2 separate regions of the Mus musculus genome follow, and region 2 is linked to region 1. Evidence: chromatin contacts called from public ChIA-PET data. All regions are on one chromosome and are shown on one strand. Each heading gives the region's core, a stretch centred on a gene start, on an enhancer-like site or on the middle of the called end of the contact. The rest is flanking DNA. Distances are from core to core; before and after follow the strand shown.

Region 1 (7,148 bases), core at 1,806-4,305:
TTTCCAAACTTGTTCTTAGTAGTATGCTTAAAAATTTGTATATTGTATATATTGTAAATACATATAATATATAAAGTTATATATTTATAAGTAACATACGTTTATCTCTTTAGCTGAAATTTTTGTTGTTTTTGTTTTCTGAGACAGGGTCTCACTACGTAGACCATCCTATCCCCAAACTTGCAGAGATCTGCCTTTAATGGGAAGTTTTAGGAGTAGAGAATGTCTAGTCCTAAATCTGACAGCTGCCAATTCTATCTCACCCAGGGATCAAATATGGCTTTCTGAAGAGAAGACTGCCTGGATCCCTTAGTTGTTAGATACTTGATTCACAAGCAGACTCGTACAAATAGCAGTGCTTGCCCCTCTCGAGCCATGGTCTGTGATGAACTATCTGACCTGAGCATTGTGGTCAGAGCTGATTAGAATTAGGTAGGAATTTTCATGTCAGAATTAAGTAATTCCAAAGTCCTAAGAATGTTTCCAGGACATTGAAGATGCTCCTGTTGAAGTGCTAGGCTCTGGACCAGAGGTGTTAGAACCAAGTGGTATATAATCCAACTAGGTCCCCAGAATGGCTTATCTGTGGGAGTCCAGGATGCTGCCAAAGGAACTAGGGAGAAAGTGTTCCAAGCTGCCATGTGTTTTTCAAGAAGCCTGGTTGGACTTGGATCCCTGGATTAGTGAAAGTCTCCATCCCAACCCTGCACCAGGCCCTGATGTCCAGTTTCTCTCAGTGAATTTCGCTTGCAGTTTCCTTTTCCTCACGAGCTTCAGGAGAAGAAGCTAACCCAGTTCTTGTGGGTGCCAGAGGTTTTCCACAGAGATCCCTGTCCAGGCCTGGTACGAGGGTTCCAGTGTAGGGAAGTGAGTGCAGGCAGGGAGACGAAGTCTCTGCTGTGCCTTCCAGGTCGCTCAGTAACTCCAAGCCAATCTGAACTGAGTGGAGTGGGGCTGAGCCAATGAGAAGCCGACTATCCAGTGAGGAGTGGGGCGGGACCTCAGGTGGCTCTTCGGGAGAGAAGATCTCTTCCCAAGTGTTACATACAGCTTTTGGAACAAAAGACTCAGAGGAAGAAGTAGTTCTCACGTACCTTTAATTCCCTGAATGGATTTATATACAGTACTGGGGGTGATTCAGGGTTCGACAGCGGGTACCTCTCATTGGCTTGGACTGAGAGTTTGGGGGAAACCTTATTTGCATGTGGAAAGGCTTGGTGCTGTTCCTACGAGACTGATAGCATGTGCCTCTCCTGTGGGGGCTGTAACTTTGACAGGAGTCAGGGGTCCAGGAGACATGATGAAACGTCTTCTGTCCCATGTAGGTGGAAATTACCACCCTCTGGGTCCCACCAAGGTTCAAGACCTAAGCTCGATTGGAGACCAGGCTGTCTCTGCGTAGCCCGTTGCCCCACATGTTCCCATCAGTAGAAACCATTTCCTATCCAACACACTGTTCTTGGTATTTGAGAGCTCCCCCTTCCCATATCAGTAGCCCCTGTAATCCCTCCCACCCTGGAGCATGTGGTGAGCACACAGACTGGAGCTGGCTGCTGACTTCCCTCTGACCATGGAGAACCACCGATTTGGTTAAGAGTCTGTGCCGCCATATTGAAGGTTGGGCCGAAGGCTAAGCTCATTCCTTTTATAATGGATAAAAAAATGAAATATTCTCATCATAATGTGCCATATTCCTTCCAACTCCCCACATCACAAAACCATACACACTTTTTAATCAACTCCTTCAAGCAGCTGGTGATATGCAGGCATGCCTTACTATTATTGCTAAGATAGGCCCCACCTATCTTCTCCTTTTATCTGGATGAGCTGTGAAAGGAACCAGGGTGTGCTCAGGAAAGTTACAAGAAGGTTGAGTTCCTGTGTGAACAATTTGAAATACTCTTTCTTATCACATGTAGGTCTCAGGGGGCAGGATACATGTGTGTATGTGTGCATATGTGCCTGTGTGCATATGGGGGCTAGAGTTGATGCTGTGTGTTTTCTTCGATTGCTTTCCACCTTGTGTAGTGAGGTAGAATCTCTCATTGAACTCAGAGCTGGCTGATTTGGCTGGTCTAGCTAGCCAGTTTGCCCTCAGGATCTCTTGTCTCCATCTCCCAAGCACTTGGTTTACTGGTGGGAGACCGTGCTCTCTTGTCAATTATGTAACTTTTCTGGCTCTGAACTTGGGTCCTTATACTTCAGTGTCAAACACTTTGCTCACTGAGCCATTTCCATAGCCCATACAAATGCTTCCTATGGGAAAACAGAACAAATGAAAGGGAGCGCTCACGCTGTAGACTTGTTCATCCAACCGAGGTGCCAATGGGAACCTGTCAAAGCTGAGGCTAAATCTTTTCTTTTCTCTGTCCCTGTCTTTCTGTCTCTCTGTCTCTGTCTGTCTGTCTGTCTGTCTCTCTGCCTCTCCTGTCTCTGTCTGTATCTCTGTCTGTCTCTCTGTCTCTGTCTTTCTCTCTGTCTGTCAAGGTTTCTCTATGTAACCCTGGCTGTCCTGGAACTCTATGTAGACCAGGCTGGCCTTGAACTCACTCGCCTCTGCCTCCCAGAGTGCTGGGATTAAAGACTTTTGCCACCACACCTAGCTTCAGCCAGTTTTTAAAACAGATCTTTAGATTCTCCCCTAATCCCAAACCAAGTCTTTAGAGTCAGTCCTAAATCAGAGGGCCAAACATCCTAGTTTGGATATTCATGATCCTAGAAGTCGATTTTCCCTGTACCACTATGAGCCCTCCAGTAAGTAAAATTTCTTCTTGTATGGTCCTTTATTCCAGTATCAGCACAGGGAAGACAGTTTAAGTTGACTACTATGAAGGCCCCTTTTACCGAAATTCTGTGATTTCTTCAAAGTGTTTTCTAGACACACCCACAGCGTAGGTATAAGGAAGTGCTAACACTTCAGATCTGGATACAGAGCTCTGAAGTTTCTTATGTAGGCCACTGGGTTGTCATTCACACACTCTTGAGGTTTTCAGAACAGGAAATTAGGTGGGGTAAACTTTGCCTGTGAGAAACGTCACAGGCCAACAACTATGCTTTCAGTTGAAAGATGTGTTACCGTGAGTGGAACAGAGCTGAAGAACCAAGGCTTCTGTGTATGGCCAGCAAGCAGGGTCGCCATGATCCTGTCCTCTTGTGAGTAAGATGGGCTTTACCATTTAATGTCACAGCGTGTTTATGGGTGTGTTGCCTACTGGTGACCCCTAGGAGTGGGTTTTGCTAAAACAAGGAATTTGTGAAATCCTAAAGATGATTTCTTCAGATGTAGTGACAGGATTTTGTGGCTTAGTTAAATGTCCACTGCCTCTTGATAAAATTATATACTTGAGAATTGAGAATACAGATGACAATAGCAAAAAAAAAAAAAGTTGTGTACTTAGCATGTGTGGAAATTCGGTCAGTGTGATGGGATATGTTTGTTTTTTGAATGATAATGAACTCAGAGTTGAGGGTGAAGAGATCAGACTTTTCTGGTTTAGCCTCAGCTTTGACAGGTTCCCATTGGCACCTCGGTTGGATGAACAAGTCTACAGTGTGAGCGCTCCCTTTCTGCCTCCTCCTATAGCCGTCACAAGTAAACAGTGGGCAAAGCTGGCAAGCACATCAACTAATCTGAGAGTTGCTTTGAAAGACTTCAAGACGATTTTTGGAAGCACTCCACAGTTAAGACTCAAGAGAGGCTAATTATGTATAGGGGTTTAGGAAAGGAAAAAAAAAAGACGATCTCTGATTTTAATTCTAGATGCCCTGGGAATCAAACATCAGTAGAACTTAGTCATTCTAGATTAGGCCAGAATTCTGATTTATTTTTAGCTGGCAGTAGGAAAAAACTGACCGAATTTTACATATCTCTTTAAGCCACAGCACGTTATTAGGACCTCCAGACATTGGTAGGATTTATAAAAATAATCAAATGCTATTTTTGTTGTGCCTTCCTGAATATGATTTACAGTTTGATTCACTAAGAACAAAACAAGACAATAACAACAACAACAGCAACAGCAACAAAAAGGTTTCTTGTTATCAGAAATAGGCCAAGCAGCTCAAGACAGAAAAAGATACAAAGAATTGTCACGAGTCCCCACCTCCCCAAGGGCAGAATAATGTTGAGCAGATGCAGAATATGGACTTTTAAAGGCTTTGATTGTTTCTCATGAGATCAGAACCAGGGGAAGGAAGGCCATGTGTTATGACAGGAAAGGCTCAGCTACGTGTAAGGCAAGTAGATGCAGAGGCTGTCTAGGGATGAAGTGGGAGACTACTTATCTATGGGGTCTTAGATTTCCCCGTGGCCTGGGGGGGGAGGAATGGTTTTAATGCAATGTCCCTGTACCATCCAGTGTCTGTCTGTCTGTCTGTCTGTCTGTGTCCTTCTGCCATGAGCCATAGCTAAACCACTCCATTTTCTTCTGCGTGAAATAATGAGTATTCGCCATTGACAAGGCACCACCAAGTGCCCTCCAGGGTGTTTTAAACTTAAGGATGCTTATTTGTATGCGCCAAACACATTGACTGTTCAAGGGGCTGCCATGGTGACCTGGAGTCACAGGCTGCTGGAAGGGAAGAGGAGGTAGTTGTATAGAGTGGGGTTTTGATCATAAAGGAATGATGGTGGCCTCTGAACAGGGTCCAAGACACTCCTCCAGTGAGGTTACATTTGTGAAGTGTTGGAATTGCCAGTGTGTTTGGCAGCTAAGTTACCGTGAGAGCAAACTCAGACATTTACTTAGATGGCAAGATCCCAGTACAGCAGCTAAGGATTAGAAATTTCTCCCTTTCACCTCTTCTTGAATGCTTTTAATCTATTGTTTGTGGAAAGAAAAACCATATAAAAATGTTTCATATATATACATATATATACACATATGTATGTATATATATGTGTATATGTATATATATGTGTGTGTGTGTGTGTGTGTGTGTGTGTGTGTGTGTAATCTTATGGTCCAGTTTGCCTGATACATGCCTGGGGGTTCTGCTTAAATGCAGGTTTCTAGGTTCATTATCATCATTTGATCTGAGGGTACAGTAAGAAACTTTGATTGCACTGTATTTCCAGGGCCTCTCCATTCCCAGAGTACTCTCATACCAGCCCTGCAAAGCTAATGGACCATTATTACTGTAATTAATATGAGGATAAGCCGGGTAGCTGGGATAGGCATCCTTTAGGCTGGCCTCTGGTGCTAACTACTTTCAGGTATGATCAACCCCTCATCCTAGGCATTGGACTCTTTACCTCTCTCAGATAGAGTATGTAAAAACAATGGGATGCCACCTCTGAGACTTGGTGCACAAAAGACGGAGCTCTTGTCTTTGCTGCGTCTGTGAACATGGAAGTGGTTTTCTAGCTCCAAGCCAGCAGGGTTTAACTGCAGCTTCAGTGAGCTCTGCTGAGCCGTTAGAGAACTTGAAGGGACGCTGGCTAGCCCAAGTATGGCAAACACAGCTCTGGCAGGCCTTGCTCTTCTTCTCCATTCCCTCTGCCTTTCTAAACAGTTAGATTACACCCTAAATAAACCCCTAAGGTCTATTCGCCTATTTTGGCCACTTCCTCCTCCTGAGGCTGGCCACCAAGGTCCAGCTATGAAAGTATTGAAGTCCAGCAATCAAAAGCCCCCTTTGACTCACCTAATTAACATGCCCAATTAAAATCAAACACCTCATTCTAACACTGGGATTCCCCTTTTACATTTATAAATGGCCATTTTCCTATTGGTCATGTCTGTCTCCTCTCTATCCAGAGGCAGTCCTTTGTGACACCCTTCTGGGACAAATACCTTTCCCCTCCCTCGATCCCTTCCCCTTCTCCCTCATCCTCTGTCTCCTCTTTGTCTCTTATTTGCTGTCCTTTGACCTTCTAGGCACATCTCCTTTGTGCTGAGAACTTGCTCTTAGAGTCCCTAGCCCATACTGGTCCACAGAAACAAAGCAATCATAATAATGATTGGGTGCAGGCCGAGTTTGTGCCTAGAAATAGAAAATGACTGTAGTGGGGTTGGCAGAGATGGCTCAGTAGTTAAGAGCACCAGCTGTTCTTCCAAAGGACCCTGGGTCAATTCACAGCACCCACATGGCAGTTCACAACTGTCTGTAACTCCAATTCCAGGGAATATGACACCTCACACAGACATACATGCATGCAAAAGGCCAATGTACATAAAATAAAAATTAAAAAAAGAAGAAGAAAATGTTTTTAGTGGCAAGGGCAGAGAGTGTCACAGATCCAAGGCAAATGTTTGCTCCCACTACTGTTGCTTCTGCTGGAATTAATGCTCTTTCTCACCCACAGACTGTTAGAATGAGCATAAACACAACACAACTGATTTCTTTTGTCTTGGAATAATGTCATGTTTTCCCTGTAACTAACTTGTTTAAAAATGGCAGTTGTGGCCAGCTTGTCCCCACCTTTGTGAGGCTTCCGTGCCTTCTTGTGTGCTGATTTGCAGATCCAGTAGCTCCTTTGAGGAGCCCCCACCCCCATCCCCACCCCCACCCCCAAGACCAGTCTCCTCCACCACCACCCCTGCCCACCCAGAGGCAGGCAGCTCAGCTTGGGCTCCAGCGCCCATATGCTCTGTGGTTCGTTCAGGCAATTCTTTATTTCACAAGCTGGCTTGAAACGAGTGAGATCAGTGAGCCTGTGACCTGTGAGCCCACAGACAATACAGTTCTAGGAAACAGGACCTTGAGGTGTGGGGCAGAGTAGAGATTGTGAGTGAGATGACTGCGGAGTCCGGTTCACATGGACTCACTACAGGAAGGAGTCAGAATTTCTGCAAACACAGCTGGGCATACCCCGGTGGGGGAGAGGCAAGAAGATCTTATGTTGGAGGTCAGTCTGAACTATGGGGCAAATTACAGGCCAGCTTGGCCTTCACCAAACTTTGTCTCAAAACAACAACCCAGGGCAGGGGTTGGAGTTCAGTGATAAGAGAGAGCGCCTGGGGCACTCCCTTCTAGGAGGTTATTTGAAGGTTAGATCAGGGGACCTGACTACAGCTGGGAGGCACATGATGGATACTGTGTGGGAGACACACAGCCTCTCCTCACCTTTTGCTCCCTGGAATATCTCCCAATGTTCTATCCAGATCCAGACTCCCAGGCTTCTAGAGTCTTCCCTAAACTCCTTT
Region 2 (7,148 bases), core at 751-3,250, 170 kb after region 1:
CTAAATTCTAGCTGCTCCATTGGAAATAAGCAAGACAGTGAATTAAGCACACACGAAGAGTACTAAACGTTGCGTGGCCAAGGCCGAGAGGCTGAGGGTCTGCCTAGTAACGGTAACCTTTCCCTGATCTCTGGTTTATCGTTTTGAAGACCTTTTCAGAAGGAGTAGTCTGTCTGTATGTCCTTCCATCCCAAGCAAGTGAAGAGCCCAGAGGAGCCACTGGATATCAAGCTAGGTCTCCAAGCAGTTATGTCTAAGGAGCTTCAGGCTTTGTTTGCGAGGTTAGAATGGATGTAGCTTGTCCAGATGCCTCCTCAGTGATGTTGTTGTTGATAGGTTGCCCATGTGTTTCTTTTCTTACCAGGTTTCCCTGTGGTCTCTGCTTGTGACCCTGGTGGTTCTTTTCATAATGACTGGCACCATGCTGGGACCTGAACTGCTGGCAAGCATTCCCACAACTGTTTACGTGGTCGCCATTTTTATGCCTCTGGCGGGCTACGCCTCGGGTTATGGCTTAGCTACCCTCTTCCACCTCCCGCCCAACTGCAAGAGGACTGTGTGTCTGGAAACAGGAAGTCAGAACGTGCAGCTCTGCACTGCGATTCTCAAACTTCCCGCCTCGCTTTATAGGTAGCATGTACATGTTCCCTCTGCTCTACGCCCTCTTCCAGTCTGCCGAGGCAGGGGTCTTCGTGTTGATCTACAAAATGTACGGAAGTGAGATACTGCACAAGCGAGAGGCCCTAGACGAAGACGAAGACACCGATATTTCTTATAAGAAACTGAAAGAAGAGGAAATGGCAGACACCTCCTATGGCACCGTGGGGACGCATGACTTAGTGATGATGGAGACCACCCAGACCGCCCTCTGACTGAGGAGATACACGGGAGCTGAAACATCACTTCCTATTTGTGACCATTGGTAGCGAGTATGGTTCGCATCCGGGATAAAGATGGGTTGACATTTCCTGTAACAGATTTGCTCTTCCCACTGTAATGTAGTATCTCAGTATTACCCATGTGTTTTTCTAACTCAACAGAGTGTCCCAATATTGCTTACACCTGGATCAGCTAAAGTGCCGCGTCCTCTGCTTAAGTAGTGTGCTGTTTGTTTGTTTGTTTTTTGTTTTGTTTTGTTTTTTTCCATTTCCACCAGCATTGCTACAGATAGGAAATGGGGTTGGAAATGTTTGTAAAACAGAACCATGGGTTTGTTCAACTTACAAACAACCGATTCTGTTCAGGGCGAGCCTGTATTGAGAAAAGTCCAAAACGGGTCAGTGAAACGACAGGATAGCATTGCATCGTCAAGCCAGAGAAAACCGTATTAATGTGTGTGACTACTTGATCTAGTATCTATTGTTAATGGCCATCAACATTGTGCAGGGGTGAAAGGCATTTTTCCCCATATGTTTCCTGTATGTGTATAAACGCATCTCAGCTCCATTTATCGTCTGAAGGAATGATTTACTTAGGAAAATGCGTAGACCTCACCTCAGGGAGAGAAAATGGGCCACTTTGTTCATCCGTGGGAAAGGGCTGTGGCTACAGGCTTTCCTTCCGGAAAGGCCTGTGGCTGGACACTGTCCCACTGCTCTGGTAGACTGGAGCTGTGATCTGAGACAACCTAAGAGGTTCAGAGCAGTCTCCTAACCTTGGTATTTTGCTCCCTAATCAGACACACTGGCCTCCCTTGTCTTCTTCATGACAGACATCTGGAGCTACAGACATGGGGGCCCACCTGGCTCGGCTAATCTCGGTGATGATTCTGGGGTTGAATTCTCATCTCATCTAGTTCCCCTACAAATCCTTGCTGTGGCTAGCAAGGAAAGCTCTTTTTCTGCATCCACGAGGGAGTGGGGGTGGGGGTCGCCTCTTAACCAGTGTGGGGAAGGTTTTGCTCCTCATGGCAACAGCAGGTGGTAGGGCTTTTTCTACCAGTGCGCGGCCGCCTATTTAACGCAGCGTGGAGGGCAGCTGGGCTGCGCTGATGGCTGCCTGGGCGGGCGAGGCGCGGGACGCACCCATGTTCCCGGCGAGCACGTTCCACCCCTGCCCGCATCCTTATCCGCAGGCCACCAAAGCCGGGGATGGCTGGAGGTTCGGAGCCAGGGGCTGCCGACCCGCGCCCCCCTCCTTCCTCCCCGGCTACAGACAGCTCATGGCCGCGGAGTACGTCGACAGCCACCAGCGGGCACAGCTCATGGCCCTGCTGTCGCGGATGGGTCCCCGGTCGGTCAGCAGCCGTGACGCTGCGGTGCAGGTGAACCCGCGCCGCGACGCCTCGGTGCAGTGTTCACTCGGGCGCCGCACGCTGCAGCCTGCAGGGTGCCGAGCCAGCCCCGACGCCCGATCGGGTTCCTGTCAACCCCGTGGCCACGCCGGCGCCGGGAGATCCCCGCGATCCTGGCAGACCGTAGCCCCGTTCTCGTCCGTGACCTTCTGTGGCCTCTCCTCCTCACTGGAGGTTGCGGGAGGCAGGCAGACACCCACGAAGGGAGAGGGGAGCCCGGCATCCTCGGGGACCCGGGAACCGGAGCCGAGAGAGGTGGCCGCGAGGAAAGCGGTCCCCCAGCCGCGAAGCGAGGAGGGCGATGTTCAGGCTGCAGGGCAGGCCGGGTGGGAGCAGCAGCCACCACCGGAGGACCGGAACAGTGTGGCGGCGATGCAGTCTGAGCCTGGGAGCGAGGAGCCATGTCCTGCCGCAGAGATGGCTCAGGACCCCGGTGATTCGGATGCCCCTCGAGACCAGGCCTCCCCGCAAAGCACGGAGCAGGACAAGGAGCGCCTGCGTTTCCAGGTGAGGCCAGCCTGATGGCCTGGACGCCTCCAGAATTGTAGGGCTCCTTCAGGGCTAAGCTGGTGGCTCTGGGTGATGCAGAACATAGAATTCTTCCATGCCATCCGTCTGGTTTTGTTTGTTTGTTTGTTTGTAACATGTTTGGTGTTTTGATTGCATGTTGTATCTGTACACTTCGTTGTAGTGGAGAGATGGGAGCAGAAGAGGGTGTCGGATCCCCTGGGACTGGCGTTTTACAGATGGTTGTGAGTCACCATGTGAGTTTTAGGATCGGAATTACGGTCCTCTAGAAGAACAGGGTGTTGTTTCACAGCTGAGCCATCTCTCCAGCTCTTTGGCATATAGGATTTTGCAGCCGCTGCCTGTTAATACAATGGGAGGCGTTTACACAATAAAAACCAACCCATATGTGTCCTGACCCACTGGCAGCCTCTGCTCCTGGGGAATGCCAGTTGTAATTATTCTGATCACATAAACGCTACACATGAGGTCTCCGCGGAGAATGCGCACAGTCTGGTTTGGACCAAACTTCAGATGGCTGAAGGAAGATAAGTGCACACATGGCAGAAACATAATCTTTTGAACTTCGTTGCGGGGAGAGTCGGTTTCCCAAGGCTCCTTTTTTTATTTCCCCTCTAGATGATCTGTCTTGGTTAACTTGCCGGCTTGTTCTATACCAGCCCCTTCCCTTCGTTTCTGAAGCTGTCAACTGAAGCTTCTCTCTCCCAAACTTGCCTGGCTTAAAAAACAAACAAACAAAAACAAAACACCCCCCCCAAAAAAAAAAACAACAAAAAAAAAAAAGAAAAGAAAAAGAAAAAGAAATAAAAGAAAAAAAAAACCACTCTCCCCATTCATCGAGGCCAGCCACTGCTAAGCTGTTGGATGGTCTTGAGTTGCTGCCTGTGCTAGCAAACAAGGAGGCACAAAGAGTGCTGTAGGTCGTATACCCCCACCAAAGAAATGGAGAGCCCTGAGCTCCAGGAGAGGACTCTGAGACATTCCTTGTTTTTCAGTCATTTCAAGGCTGGTGTGTTTGAGGTTGGGGTGGCAGTGGAATGGGGTGTCAGAAAAAATAGAAAAGTGCTTGGCGGTTGCTGTTCACAGCTGGGTGTGATCTCTTAGGCAGAAATCCCAAGTTTTCGGGCCTCTGTGGTGGTCGTTCACCTATAAAAAATTGCATTAAGAGTTCTTCCAAGCCCTGCCACTCCTAAAGACTTAGTTATAAAAACTTGTTTCCAACTTGTTTGTCACTAAGTGGGAAGCTTGGGAAGTTTAAGAACCAGGTGCTAACACTATGTAGTTCATACCAAATGAGCTAGACTTGGGTAGGTAGCGGGACTCTTTTGGAAACTTACCTAGCATCAAGGAAAATTTAGTATTGGTTGAAGACTTTCAAAGGTTTTAGAAGAGCCTTTCTCTTTCGGCATAACAACTTTCCCATGTGTGAGTGTCCTAATGCATCGCCCACATAAAATGCCACGGGAAGAATCCCAAACTCTAAACCGCACGATTTGGCTTCTCCCTTGTCTGAGGGGGGAAAAACCACTTATCGGTCTGCTGCTATATGAACTATCTTGTTTGGCCTCCGTTTACATATTTGTTTGATTGAGCTATTAGTTCACCTGGTTAACTTAGAGGTTGACCCAAGTCTAACCTTACTACCACGGTAATCTTAAAGTATCAAGTGGAATGTGGTCCCAGGTTCTGAAAATTAGGGTCACTCGGGCATCACTTGCTTAAAGTCTGGTACCCTGCTGTTCAGTTCTTAGAGCAGAAGTACGGCTACTATCACTGCAAGGACTGCAAAATCCGGTGGGAGAGCGCCTATGTGTGGTGTGTGCAGGGCACCAGTAAGGTAAGAGACACCGTGCAGCCCTCCTGCTCTGCTGTGTTGCCGAGTGTCTGCTCCATGCCGATGCTCTTTCTCCTCGCAGGTGTACTTCAAACAGTTCTGCCGAGTGTGTGAGAAATCCTACAACCCTTACAGAGTGGAGGACATCACCTGTCAAGTAAACCAAACGTTTGCATTTTGGAAGAGGGGTTTGGTGCACGACTTTGAGTATATTTCCTGAAGGAGGTGGTTTCCAGTAGCTTTAGGCTCTACCTTTTCCCTCCTCCTTCCTTTTCATTTTTGACTAGGTTGGTGGTAGAAAGTCCCCTCCACTGTGAAATGGGGTGTTTACTCCCTTCTGCTGTTGTAAAACTTGATTGCATGGCCTCTCTTGCATCTGTTACCTTGTTAGCAGTAGAAAGGGCTTGCTTACCTGCCTCTTCCACTCGACCTAAGGGAAAACATATTGCAAAACAGAGTGCCTTTCTGCTAGCTTGAGATGGTACACATTACCCCAATGCTACATAGGAAACACATTCCCAAGTTAGCATATGAAACACAAGAAATTGAGCTCTGGCTTTTCTTGAGAGTTTACAAAGGGAGTTTCCTGTAAGACCATCCTACACTGTCTAGCTCTATGCAGTTTACCCATAACTGTGGCTAAGAGTTTGCTTGCTTAGTATTAATTTAGCACTGTGCCAAGGGACTTAGATAACCTTGAAAACATTTACCTGTTAAAATTAATGACAGAGATAAAGGAATTCCACATCTGAGAGCCCAGTGCACTTAAAGTTGGTAATTGGAGAATTAATTACCTTAGGGTGGGCCCTGTGAAACCGAGAATGGAAAGCCACTAAAGACTCCATCTAGAAAAGGGGACTGTAGTCACTTTTCTACAATAAGGGGCCTTAAACTTCCCTAAGCTTCCCTGCACTTGGTTCTCAGTGCCCAGCACACAGGCCACTTGTTCTGTAATCTGTTTTGAAGCTCCAAGAATCGAGTGGAGACAGGGCTCACCCTTTGTACTTTTCACTCCGATTTTTCAGAGTTGTAAAAGAACTAGATGTGCCTGCCCAGTCAGACTTCGCCACGTGGACCCTAAACGCCCCCATCGGCAAGACTTGTGTGGGAGATGCAAGGACAAACGCCTGTCCTGCGACAGCACCTTCAGCTTCAAATACATCATTTAGTGAGAGTCGAAAACGTTTCTGCTAGATGGGGCTAATGGAATGGACAAGTGAGCTTTCTCCCCTCTTCACCTCTTCCCTTTCCAAATTCTTCATGACAGACAGTGTACTTGGATATAAAGCCTGTGAATAAAAGGTATTGCAAACAAGTTTGAGGCTTTATCCAATTCATGTGTCAGTTTGAGGGGTGCATGTGCGGAGAGTCAATAACTTTCTTAACATTTGTTGATGAGAGTGAGTCAGGCTGACTTAAGGAAGTTAAAGGCACCTCATTCAACAATTAAGATTTTTCTTTCTTTTTGTTTAGTTTTATTTTATTTATAAATATATGAGTACACTGTAGCTGTCTTCAGACACACCAAAAGAAGGCATCAGATCCCATTACAGATAGTTGTGAGCCACCATGTGGTTGCTGGGACTTGAACTCCGGACCTCTGGAAGAGCAGTTGGTACTCTTAACTGCTGAACCATCTCTCCAGCCCAAATCTTAAGGTTTTACAGACAAGAATATTACAGCTTCAGTCTGTAGGTCTGAAGTTCCTAAGAAAGATGTTATTAAAAAGGCCCAGCACACATTAACTTGTGTTGTGCTTTTTAAATTTTAAAGTGGTCCTCATTTAAAGGTCCCCTTGGGAACCTGGAGAGCCCACTGCAGCTGATGCTGGGCGGGCAGCCTCAGGCTCTTCTAATGGAGCAGGTGTTGGTTGTTGGTCTAACACAAGCATCACCACTGGAACCAGGTAAAAACCTCGTTCCCTTCCAGTTTTTCTAAACTTTATTATAGTAGCATCCAACACCTGTCCACTAGGAAGTGAATGCCGGTCTGGCACCTTGGGCACTAGCAAGTATTCGAAGAAACATACTAAAATTCCAAAGTGGGCTTGATGGCTCTCTAGTGTCCTTGTGAGGAGGGGACGGGTCCACCTGGGCCCAGGTTCATCACTGCTCTGTCAAGCTGATGTATGAGCAGTGCTTCCAGCCTTTCAGTCTCCTCATTGGTGTGTCTAACAAGTATCCAAAAGTGTATCAGCAAACACTCAAGACTGAGGACTGGCGTGATGGGGAAGCTCTTCTTGGTAAAAGGACTCAAACCGCCAATGTCAACTGAGCTGGAATTTGAGTTGAGTTTAATAGAAAAGACTCATTTCACATGAGGACAACATGTGCAAAGGACCCTCTGGTAGAGAAAACCAGAGAGGCTAAATACTGAGTTTATGACAGACGGTAAAACTGGCCATTGAGGTCTGGCCATTACGTAGTCATCCATGAGAAAGCACTAAAGGGGGTCTTACCTTTTCATATTTATTTTATGCATGCTTTTCCTGCA

What was found. ChIA-PET counts read pairs in DNA pulled down with a chosen protein or histone mark.
Region 2: an RNA polymerase II ChIA-PET map of memory CD8 T cells shows a contact between it and region 1, with 115 read pairs. The contact joins the promoter of Zar1 here to the promoter of Txk in region 1. A contact is called at or near these places in 2 of 115 datasets of contacts at active chromatin or transcription factors (memory CD8 T cells and pancreatic cancer cells) and 3 of 9 other capture datasets (adipose tissue, liver and pancreatic islet).

The regions. Positions count from the first base shown.
Region 1 is chr5:72,748,684-72,755,831 of GRCm38.p6, reverse strand. It overlaps Txk (TXK tyrosine kinase), which reads left to right and starts at 3,055. Exons shown (of 15, transcript NM_001122754.2): 1 at 3,055-3,153. The coding sequence starts at 3,138. It overlaps Tec (tec protein tyrosine kinase), which reads left to right. Exons shown (of 19, transcript NM_001113460.2): 19 at 1-114.
Region 2 is chr5:72,575,936-72,583,083 of GRCm38.p6, reverse strand. Zar1 (zygote arrest 1) reads left to right here and starts at 2,000. Exons shown (of 4, transcript NM_174877.3): 1 at 2,000-2,800; 2 at 4,566-4,658; 3 at 4,738-4,812; 4 at 5,681-5,970. The coding sequence starts at 2,027. The coding sequence ends at 5,824. It also overlaps the pseudogene Slc10a4l.